Linked DNA regions of Zea mays: region 1 is linked to region 2. A link is a contact called in public Hi-C data. All regions are on one chromosome and are shown on one strand. The core of a region is the stretch at or near the end of the contact, and the rest is flanking DNA. Distances in the headings are between cores, read along the strand shown.

Region 1 (4,658 bases), core at 1,675-4,174, 170 kb before region 2:
CTCATAGAGAGTTCAAACATTGGGGATGATCAGCGATGTGGTAAATAAGATGGAAGACAAATAACACTACCTCTGCAATGAGGTCTTTAACTTCAATTCTATGTTGGCCCCTTCTTGGGGCCAAACAGCAACAAACCCTATGGCCTTCTAGTGATGAGCATGATCTTGGGTTCGGCTCTGCCAGGTGCCAGTCGGTCTGCAGTAGGTCGCCAGGCCGCCTGGTGGTGCTCCTTGTGGTGGCGCAGACGGTCCGTGGCCCTGCTACAGGAGCAGATCTTCTCTGTGCGCTGGCCGTCCAGTCCGCGATGGCGCAGAGGGTCTTCTTCTCTGTGAAACCATAGAACTAGCCCCCGGGAGAGATCTCGCTGAGGTGGAGAGTTCCAAGGCGTGCCTCGGGATCGGCAGGCCACCCTAGGCATCTCAAGGTTGGCGTAGAGTCGAAGAGAGATGGTTGTGATATGCCACAAATTGATCTAAACTAAGGCTACACTATGTCTACTTCTAAGGCATGAAAGATAAATGCAGATAAATAGATTGGTTCGATTGGAATGTGTTCAGGGATTCTCAATCGGTTGTACCCCTTTATATTTATGGAGGAGAAGGTCTGGATCTGTCGTTTCTAGGCGAGACCCAATAGATTCACACGGATAGGTTAAAATAACCACGCATGAGATAATCTCGTCCGTGTTTATCTGGTCACGGGGTTGCGAACCATCTGGGCTCTAGGACCAAACCGTCCGACCATTTTTGGTGTTCAACAATACAAATAAAGTATTATAGCTGAAAAAATTATACTCCCTCGGATTTTTTATATTTGACGTCGCTTAGTTCAAAATTGAACTAAACAGTAACAAATATAAAAGTAAGGAGGTAGTAATGGTCAATACACGACAGCGAAACCAGAACCACGGTTATCCAGGTTTCCGCCGTTTCGGGATCAATGAATAAATTAAAAAAAGACGAATCGTTCCATATATACCATGCCAGGTAATCATCAGGAGCAGTGAAAGGTGAAAATTAAGGCAACATATCTGGTGCACATGGAACATTGGTGCACATGGTGCACATATTAAATCATCACCACTCATTTTAAATCTAACGTTTCTAGTTGTTTGGTAATTTTACTAAGAACACCCTTCAACGTGGTGATGTCACTACCGGAATCGCATTCTTTGCCGAGTGTCTAAGACACTCGGCAAAGGCTATTTTACACTCGGCAAAGATTTCATCGGCAAAGGGTTCTTTGCCGAGTGCTTTTTTTCGGACACTCGGCAAAGACTTTGCCGAGTGTCAAAAAGCACTCGGCAAAGAAAAACACTCGGCAAATTAAGAATCGAAAAAATTTAAAAAAAAACAGCAAAACATTTTTTAAATTCTAGGAACAACTCTACAACCCTTCCTATTACCTTACCCGTTGCCCTATCATTTTTTACTATTAGTTTGAATCAAACTTATATGTTTTGTAAATGGTGAGATTCGAACTCGCAACCTCTCTCTCACGCATAACCTCCTATACCACTACACTACTACACCAATTATGTTTATATTACGTTTCCATTCCCCATATACTATAACAAATCGAGAGTAATTTGATTATTTAAGGCACTAAATGAGTTCATTTGAAAATATGACCAACTATAAAGTTGCATAACTTTTTGAGATCTAAAAGTTTTATTTTAATAGTTTCTACATCCGAGACCGTTTATAAAATTTGAATTTTAAATTTAAAAACTTCACACGAAATTTTCAATGATAAGATGATTTCAAATCAAAAAATTGTCAACTACAAAGTTTCATTACATTTCAAAACCTACAACTTTTATTTTGATGGTTTTTCCATTCGAGACAGTTTGAAAAATTCAAATTTCAAAATTCAAACATAGTTTTGCATAACAAGATGATTTCAAACTAAAACATTGTCAACTACAAAGTTTCATAACTCTTCAATACCTACAACTTTCATGTTGGTGGTTTTTCCTTTCGAAGTCGTTTTCAAAATTCAAATTTTAAATTTTTTAAATTCAGACGTAGTTTTCGTTGACAATATGACTTCAAATGAAAAAGTTGTCAACTATAAACTTCTATAACTTCTCAAGATCTACAAAGTTTATTTTGGTTGTTTGATAATTTGTTTATCTCAGATGATGGTTCTAACAATATGCACAAATTCTATACGTCTCTCTCGTAGTTTCATAAACTATACGAGAGAGATATGGGTTTTATGAACAAATTTATTTTTATTTTGTCATATGAAGAAATGTTCAATATATAAATTGTACATCATGATGAGTTATACAAATTTGTAGTTGAAAACTTTTTCATTTGAATTAATTTACTACTTTAAAATGTGATTTTTAAATTGACTTTGCCTAGTGTTGGAGAAAAAACACTCGGCAAAGAGCTCTTTGCCGAGTGTTGTATTTGTGACACTCGGCAAAGAGCCCTTTGCCGAGTGTCAAAAAAAGACACTCGGCAAAGAAACTCTTTGCCGAGTGTCAAAAATAAAACACTCGGCAAAGAGCTTCTTCGCCGAGTGTTTTCTTTTACCGAGGGTTTTTTGTGTGGCACTCGGCAAAGAGCTCTTTGCCGAGTGCCCGAAATAAAACACTCGGCAAAGAATATGGCACTCGGCAAAGAGCCAAATTCCGGTAGTGTGTGTAGTGGTGGAGGTGTTATTTGTAAATTAAATAATCAACTAGAGACGTTAGATCTAAAATTAGTGGTGATGATTTAATATGTGCACCATGTGCACCAATCTTCTATGTGCACCGGATATGTCCCCGAAAATTAAATACATGAAGCGAAGAGAGGACTGTTAGTTATCAGAAATAACTAGCAGCAGCTAATCTCGTCAGGAGCAGGATTGGAGGAAAGGAGGCATATATATGGACCACGGCAGTTTGGTCGGTTTGGGATCTCGTTGTACGAACGACGACGTCCCACGTTAGCGTGCGCCCCGGCCGGCCGGCGGCCCCATGCATTCTGCATCGTCATGCATGCATGTCAAAGCTCCTTCAGCCGCCCAGTCAAAGGACACATGCACCATATGTATGCATCAGCTGCGAATTCTAATTTGATATCTTAGATCGAGCTTGCTAGCTAGATCGATGCATGGTGTGGGGTTTAATTAATCTTGTGATCGTATCAGCGAGGGGTACGACGTGACAAGTGGACAAGTGGTGCATGGCAGGCGCATGCATCGTCGTCGACGACGGAGAGAGAGAGAGAGGTGCATGGCAGGCGCATGCATCGTCGTCGACGACGGAGAGAGAGAGAGAGAGAGAGAGAGAGAGCAGCCGGATCGGAAAACAGTTTTGGCAGTTGCATCTGGTTGGACGTACACTATACCGCCGGCCCCGCGAAACCGATCTCCCAGTTGGGACCTTTTCTACTGTTTGGAAAACGACCGGCCGGCCGTGTCAGACGATGGAACGACGACGACGACGGATCGATGTGATAGCGAAGATCGCGCGGGACAAGGCTGCGTGCATCCATGGCATGGCGATAGATGTGTGGGACGGCCCGGCCGGCCGGCGGGTGGCTGATATCGTATCCTCGTCATCATGTGCATGCCGGCAGATCGCAACTACTCCTTTCCGGGGAATTTAAAGCGCTGACGCACCGGAAAACGATCCGTGTCTGGACGCTGTTCCCGGACATAAGCAAACCTTGCGTGCACCCTTTGTACCCACGAGTAATGGCGGCGGTTGCCTGCACCTGCAGCAGCTGATGCTGTTAAAAAGGAAGGGTCACTACTTAGAAACATGACACACAATTTTTTTGAAAAAAAATGAAAGTTAGTTCATTTTCATGCCACTCTATGGCATCAACATGAATTACACAAAAGCTAAGTGGTATATGTATACAGTTATAATCCTAAAAAGAAGTAAAGAACGTGTATCACTACCGGAATCAATAGCTTCGCCGAGTGCCGGAAGCACTCGACGAAGCCTTAAAAACACTCGGCAAAGGCTTTGCCGAGTGTAACACTCGGCAAAGGCTTTGCCGAGTGTAACACTCGGCAAAGAAGGCTCGGCAAACAGTGCATCGGCAAAGACTTCTTTGCCGAGTACTTTTTCTCGGGCACTCGGCGTGGACGGTGCACGACGGCGAACGAGCGTGACGGCGTGGAGGTCGTGAGCGGTTGACGGCGTGGAGGTCGTCGGCGCGGGGTCGTCGGCGGTCGTGGGCGGCGCGCGGGCGCGCGGCGAGCGGCAGGCGCACGGGCGAGCGGGCGCAGGCCGGCGGCGCGTGGCCGGCGGCGAGGGTGGGCGTGGGCGCGACGTCGGCGGCGAGGGTGGGCGCGGGCGTGGGCGCGTGTAGCGAGTGAGCGTGAGTGAGAGAGAGAAGAAGGAGAAGCCGTCGGATCGGCTAAGTTTATGTTCTTTTCCGAGTGCCCGCGATGCGGCACTCGACAAAGATTTTTTTTATTTTTAAAATATGGTTTGCCGAGTGCCAGATCGGCGGCACTCGGCAAAGGCGCCTTCTTTGCCGAGTGCCATCCGGGGGCTCTCGGCAAAGGCTACTTTCCTCTTCTTTGTCGAGTGCCACCCCTGGACACTCGGCAAAGCCTACTTTGCCGAGTGTCAACCACTCGACACTCGGCAAAGTACATTTGTATTTTTTTTTTGTTTTCAGCACCAAACTTTTTGTGGTAT
Region 2 (4,542 bases), core at 894-3,393:
TTATAGAGATCTACAACTTTTATTTTGATGGTTTTTTCATACGAAGTCATTTGAAAAACTCAAAAGTCGATGTTGAATTATTTCTATGGGTGGTTCCTTAAGAAAACCACTAGTAAAAATACACAATTTGCACTTACGGTTTTTACGAAAATTGTCGATAAAAATATGTTTCCAGCTATTGTTCCTTGAATCAGGCCGTAAATTTTATTTTACTTGCATTCGATAACCAAAACTGCATGTAAAAGTTATACCTCGGCCGTAGGCATCGAGCCTTTTTCTAGTGGTAGCTAATTATGATATAACTAATTGATTTAATGTAGTAATCTATACTGAGACATCTAATAATTAATGTGAGTAATTGATTTATAAAAATATTAGAGATGTTCTGGAGTCTAGATGACTCTTAATTACAAGAACTTCTGGATATGTTGTTTATGTGTGACCTTTGCCACCCGTACATAAAGAAATAAATACAGCCAAAATCTCTTTACAGCTGAACTGCTGCTTCAGCCAAAGTTAGAGATGGTGCCACCGTGTACATTGTATGTTTTATGTAATAGAGAATGAGTATAATGCATGATATATTATATATCTCTTGCAGCCTGACTATATATCTATCATCTATCTCTCTATATGTATAGTGTCCCTCTGTTAAATTAATTCTATATCTATCTATCTATCTATCTACCTATCTATCTATCTATCACGTGTATTTAACAGAAATGTACTCTAGAGAAGTGTGACGCAAATATGACTAAGAGAGGAATATTTGTTCACTTATCCAGGCACGTTATATATGGAATCAAATTTTCATGCAATAGTTTATTGTATCTCGAACTATAGCCATAAATATTCATAGTTAAGGTTCGTTCATCCAAAGAGTCCGTCCGAATCAATTAGATACGTATCCGATATCTATTATATTTCCTAACAAATACATACCCATTAGGCCATTACGAATCTAGGAGACGGTCACAAACATCACCGGCCGGGTCACAAACGTGTCCTGTGAGTTTAGACTGTCTTCAACAACGTCATCTATATTTATCATCTATATCCGTCATTTACCGACTTTCCTTAAAAAAATCTCTCACCGATATATCTTTATTTCCGGCAGTGTCCTTTATATCTCGTTCTATATACGTAAATATACATATATTAGAGACATATTTTATTTTTATTTTTTTATGCATGTATTTGTTATACTCTTAAACGCATTGTACATATTTTAATTTTACTAAATCTGTTATTTAAAGTATTAAAATGTATAGAGAAAAGGAGAGATAAACTCTCTATATAGAGAATCCTGCAGCGTTTCCTAAATTTATAGAATCATTTAGAGGACGTTGTTGTGTGCATGCGTAGAGGACATGAATCTTATCTAAATTTTAGAGTACATGACGTTTTATCGTGGGTGCTGGAGACCGTCTTATATCTATCTATATGCACCTATGCATGTATTAACATAAATATACTTTGAGAAAAGTCTCACACAAATATGAGAAAATAAAAATATTTAGCCACATATATATTTATGTATTTTATGGAATCAAATTATCATGAAATATACAATTGTATCTCGAACTATAGCCATGGGATCAAGTATAGAGTAAACAATAGGTGTCCCTTCTAATAATAATGACATCTATAGCCCCTACAGATGTAATTAAGAGACGACGGCCACTGGTCATCTATCAGATCACCTGCGTGTTATATGAGACAAAGCATTACTGCTCACATATCTATATCTATATCTATACTTGTATCTATATCTATATCAGAAAATGTATAATATTAGGATTTTGCTTTTATTGTTACATTTCGGATAGATAGCCAATATTGTAATAGGGGCTCTTAAGTGACGACGATTGTTTAGTGCTAACATTTGCACTATGACATAGTAATATGGTGAGAATACAAGAGAAAATCATTAACAATATTTGAAAAATACTAAGTCACATAAATAAAGTGTAGGAACACTTGCAAAAAGCTAGCACATTGAAACAATTTGAAAATGGAGTTTTGGGGGCTATCTTGTGCCTCACTGGATTTATCCGGTAACAAGCCCACACGAAGTACTGCTCACACGATATTTGGGCCGACCTGGAGTTCCTGGCAGTTTGACTATTAGCCCAAGCCGGTTAGACCGCTAGCCCTTTTCGACACATTGGAGCAAGTGAATTCAAAAACCCATGAACGCATAATCTGGTCCTTAGGTTAAGTGGGCCGTTGGGCCTGCTGAACAACAATGGCTGGTAGAATTACAACGGGGCACCAGTCTGACTGCTAGCACGGGAGCATGCACATGAGAGTATGAGACACTACCATATTTTTTGATGAAAAATCAAGTTTGGGACGTCTTTGTATAACACCAGATTAGTCTGTTGTATGAGTCATCGGATAAGTAACGGTGTGTTTGATTATGGAGTTAATTCGAATGCAGAGCAACTCTATTACAGTTTTTGAGAATGGAACCGTTATATTCTATGTTTGACAAATAAACGAAGTCACTCTATTTTTTGTTTGGTAAAAAATAGAATAAAGCGAAGCCGTTATGTTCCTCGTTTGGTTGGAGAGCCATAAAGTGTGGATGGAAGGAGAGGAAGAAGAGGGCTCGTGTTCAGGAGACGGCTCGTGTCCGGTCATTTTGGTGGAACGAGAGCATCTCAACTATTTATATCCCATGTGGAGACTCTAGGAGCTGCTCCGCCCCTTTTTCGTTGGAAATCAAACATATAGAAAATAGGAATGGAGCCGCTTCATTCTCCTCCACTCCTTAACTGAACACACCCTAACAAATCACCAGAGTAACTCGGTTTAGCAGTTTAACGTTGGGAGCTTATTTTCCCGGCCATTGCACGTGAACAGTCAGACTAGCCCCAATAAGCCGATTTGAGTGCCACAGCACATAGGTGTTGTTTGAGAGGTATAAGGACTAGAACTTCTCGCTCCTGTAGTCTACCCCACTATATAATCTACCAGTTTAAACTTAACAAAACCCACACAACCAAATCACCCCACATCCATAACCTCCATTAAATTCACCAAACAAATTACACACAGACTTAATACACCATCAAAACCAATGGTTTAGATCGTTGGATAACCCTCTCTCTCTGACTCACTCAAATCCAATGAACAATATTATTTGAATCATACCTCCCCCTCCCCCGCGACCTCGCCGCCCCCAGCCTCCCCTCCCCCGCATCCCTGCAACCCTCGCCCCCACTCATGCCGCCACCGCCAACCCCTCCCCTCACACTACCACCATCGTTGACCCCTCTCCTTCCCTCTATAGGATCGTAGTGTTATCATGGGCTATATGCTAGTCCTATATGAATAGATGATTGCTCTGTCAGTGGATCTCTTGTCCACATGTTGACATATATACATCCCTAAGGATAAACAAACTTCTCACTCACTTGCTTGACTTGGTGATTGTGTTTGTCGGGATTGGTGAGGATCCAGTTCTTTTCATTTGAGAGTTATAGGGTTGCTCTTTCTACACTAATATTTTCAATTCATTAATTGTGCTTGTGTAGTTGCTTGAGTAGTTTGTCTAGGCTAGTAGTTTGTTTGGTTGCTACTTTAATTCTTGCTCTCTAATCAGTAGTGTAGCTTAGTGTTAGGTCTTGTTAGCTCACCACTTGTTGTTAAGAATGCCTCTTTTAACTTGTGTGCAAGCTACCAGGTTTGGAGTTAAGGTGGGATCCAAGAATGTAGTGACAAGGGAATCACTTATCCAAAAGCAGATTTTAGATATTCTTCATCGATCTAGTTGATAGTGGATCACTGATAAAAGAGAAAGCATTTGCCAAATTTAATGATTTTATGGGATCGGATGTGGAGATTGCAAATTGTTTAGGGAAGCATGCACTATATATAATATGGGAGAAAAATAGTGGCTTTTATAATTGTCTGTCACACTATTAAACATGTTTAGTGTTATTGTTCTTGTAGAAAATTTTAATAGTCTATTGACCCCTCTAAGCGTCCTTAGATCTTTTCAACCGCTATAGCTATTTTTGTTGAAGAATATCACAAATATTGGTATCATGCCTTAGATGATGTCTAAAAAGATCTATGTTGGGAAACACCCTCATTGCACAGCCTCGCCCACACTCCTACCAAGCCAAGGCCCTTTAATAGACTCGCTCCTATATGGATTGACATGCATCTAGCAGCTCGAAGGGATGACACAAAGCTCGTCTTTTTGGCCTAGCACAAGCATGACTCGACTTGATGGTGACTAAGCCTAGTCGGGCCTAGTTTGATGCTTAGGGTCATACTTAAGATGCTTCCTAGGTATGCTAGGTGGCACGACATGACCCAAAATTTAGTAGGAGGAATAGTACTTGCCATGTGCCTACCATGGCTTGCTAAAGGACCACAAAGCAAGCCCCTTTCACCCTAACTCTAACATCATCACACCTTCCCCACTACACTGCACTTAACGAGCCTCAATAAATTGTAGCCTGAGCACCACCGTATCCATCCATCGATGTCTCCAACACCGATTATGGATACCTCCTCACTCATAGA

Evidence for each region. A called contact is a pair of places that touch in the nucleus more often than the background predicts.
Region 1: a contact with region 2 is called in a Hi-C map of leaf, with 3 times the contacts expected there. The contact joins two enhancer-like sites. A contact is called at or near these places in 3 of 25 Hi-C or Micro-C datasets (ear and leaf).

Annotation. Positions count from the first base shown.
Region 1 is chr2:64,731,892-64,736,549 of Zm-B73-REFERENCE-NAM-5.0, reverse strand. No RefSeq gene overlaps it. Among protein-coding and RNA genes, the nearest start is that of LOC100285811, 26 kb to the right of the region's middle. Within about 2 kb of position 2,924, at least 10 of the 20 cell types and tissues checked have an H3K27ac peak or open chromatin away from gene starts, as enhancers often do. A contact at or near this core is called in leaf, where this site is marked.
Region 2 is chr2:64,559,337-64,563,878 of Zm-B73-REFERENCE-NAM-5.0, reverse strand. No RefSeq gene overlaps it. Among protein-coding and RNA genes, the nearest start is that of LOC103646537, 23 kb to the left of the region's middle. Within about 2 kb of position 2,143, at least 17 of the 20 cell types and tissues checked have an H3K27ac peak or open chromatin away from gene starts, as enhancers often do. A contact at or near this core is called in leaf, where this site is marked.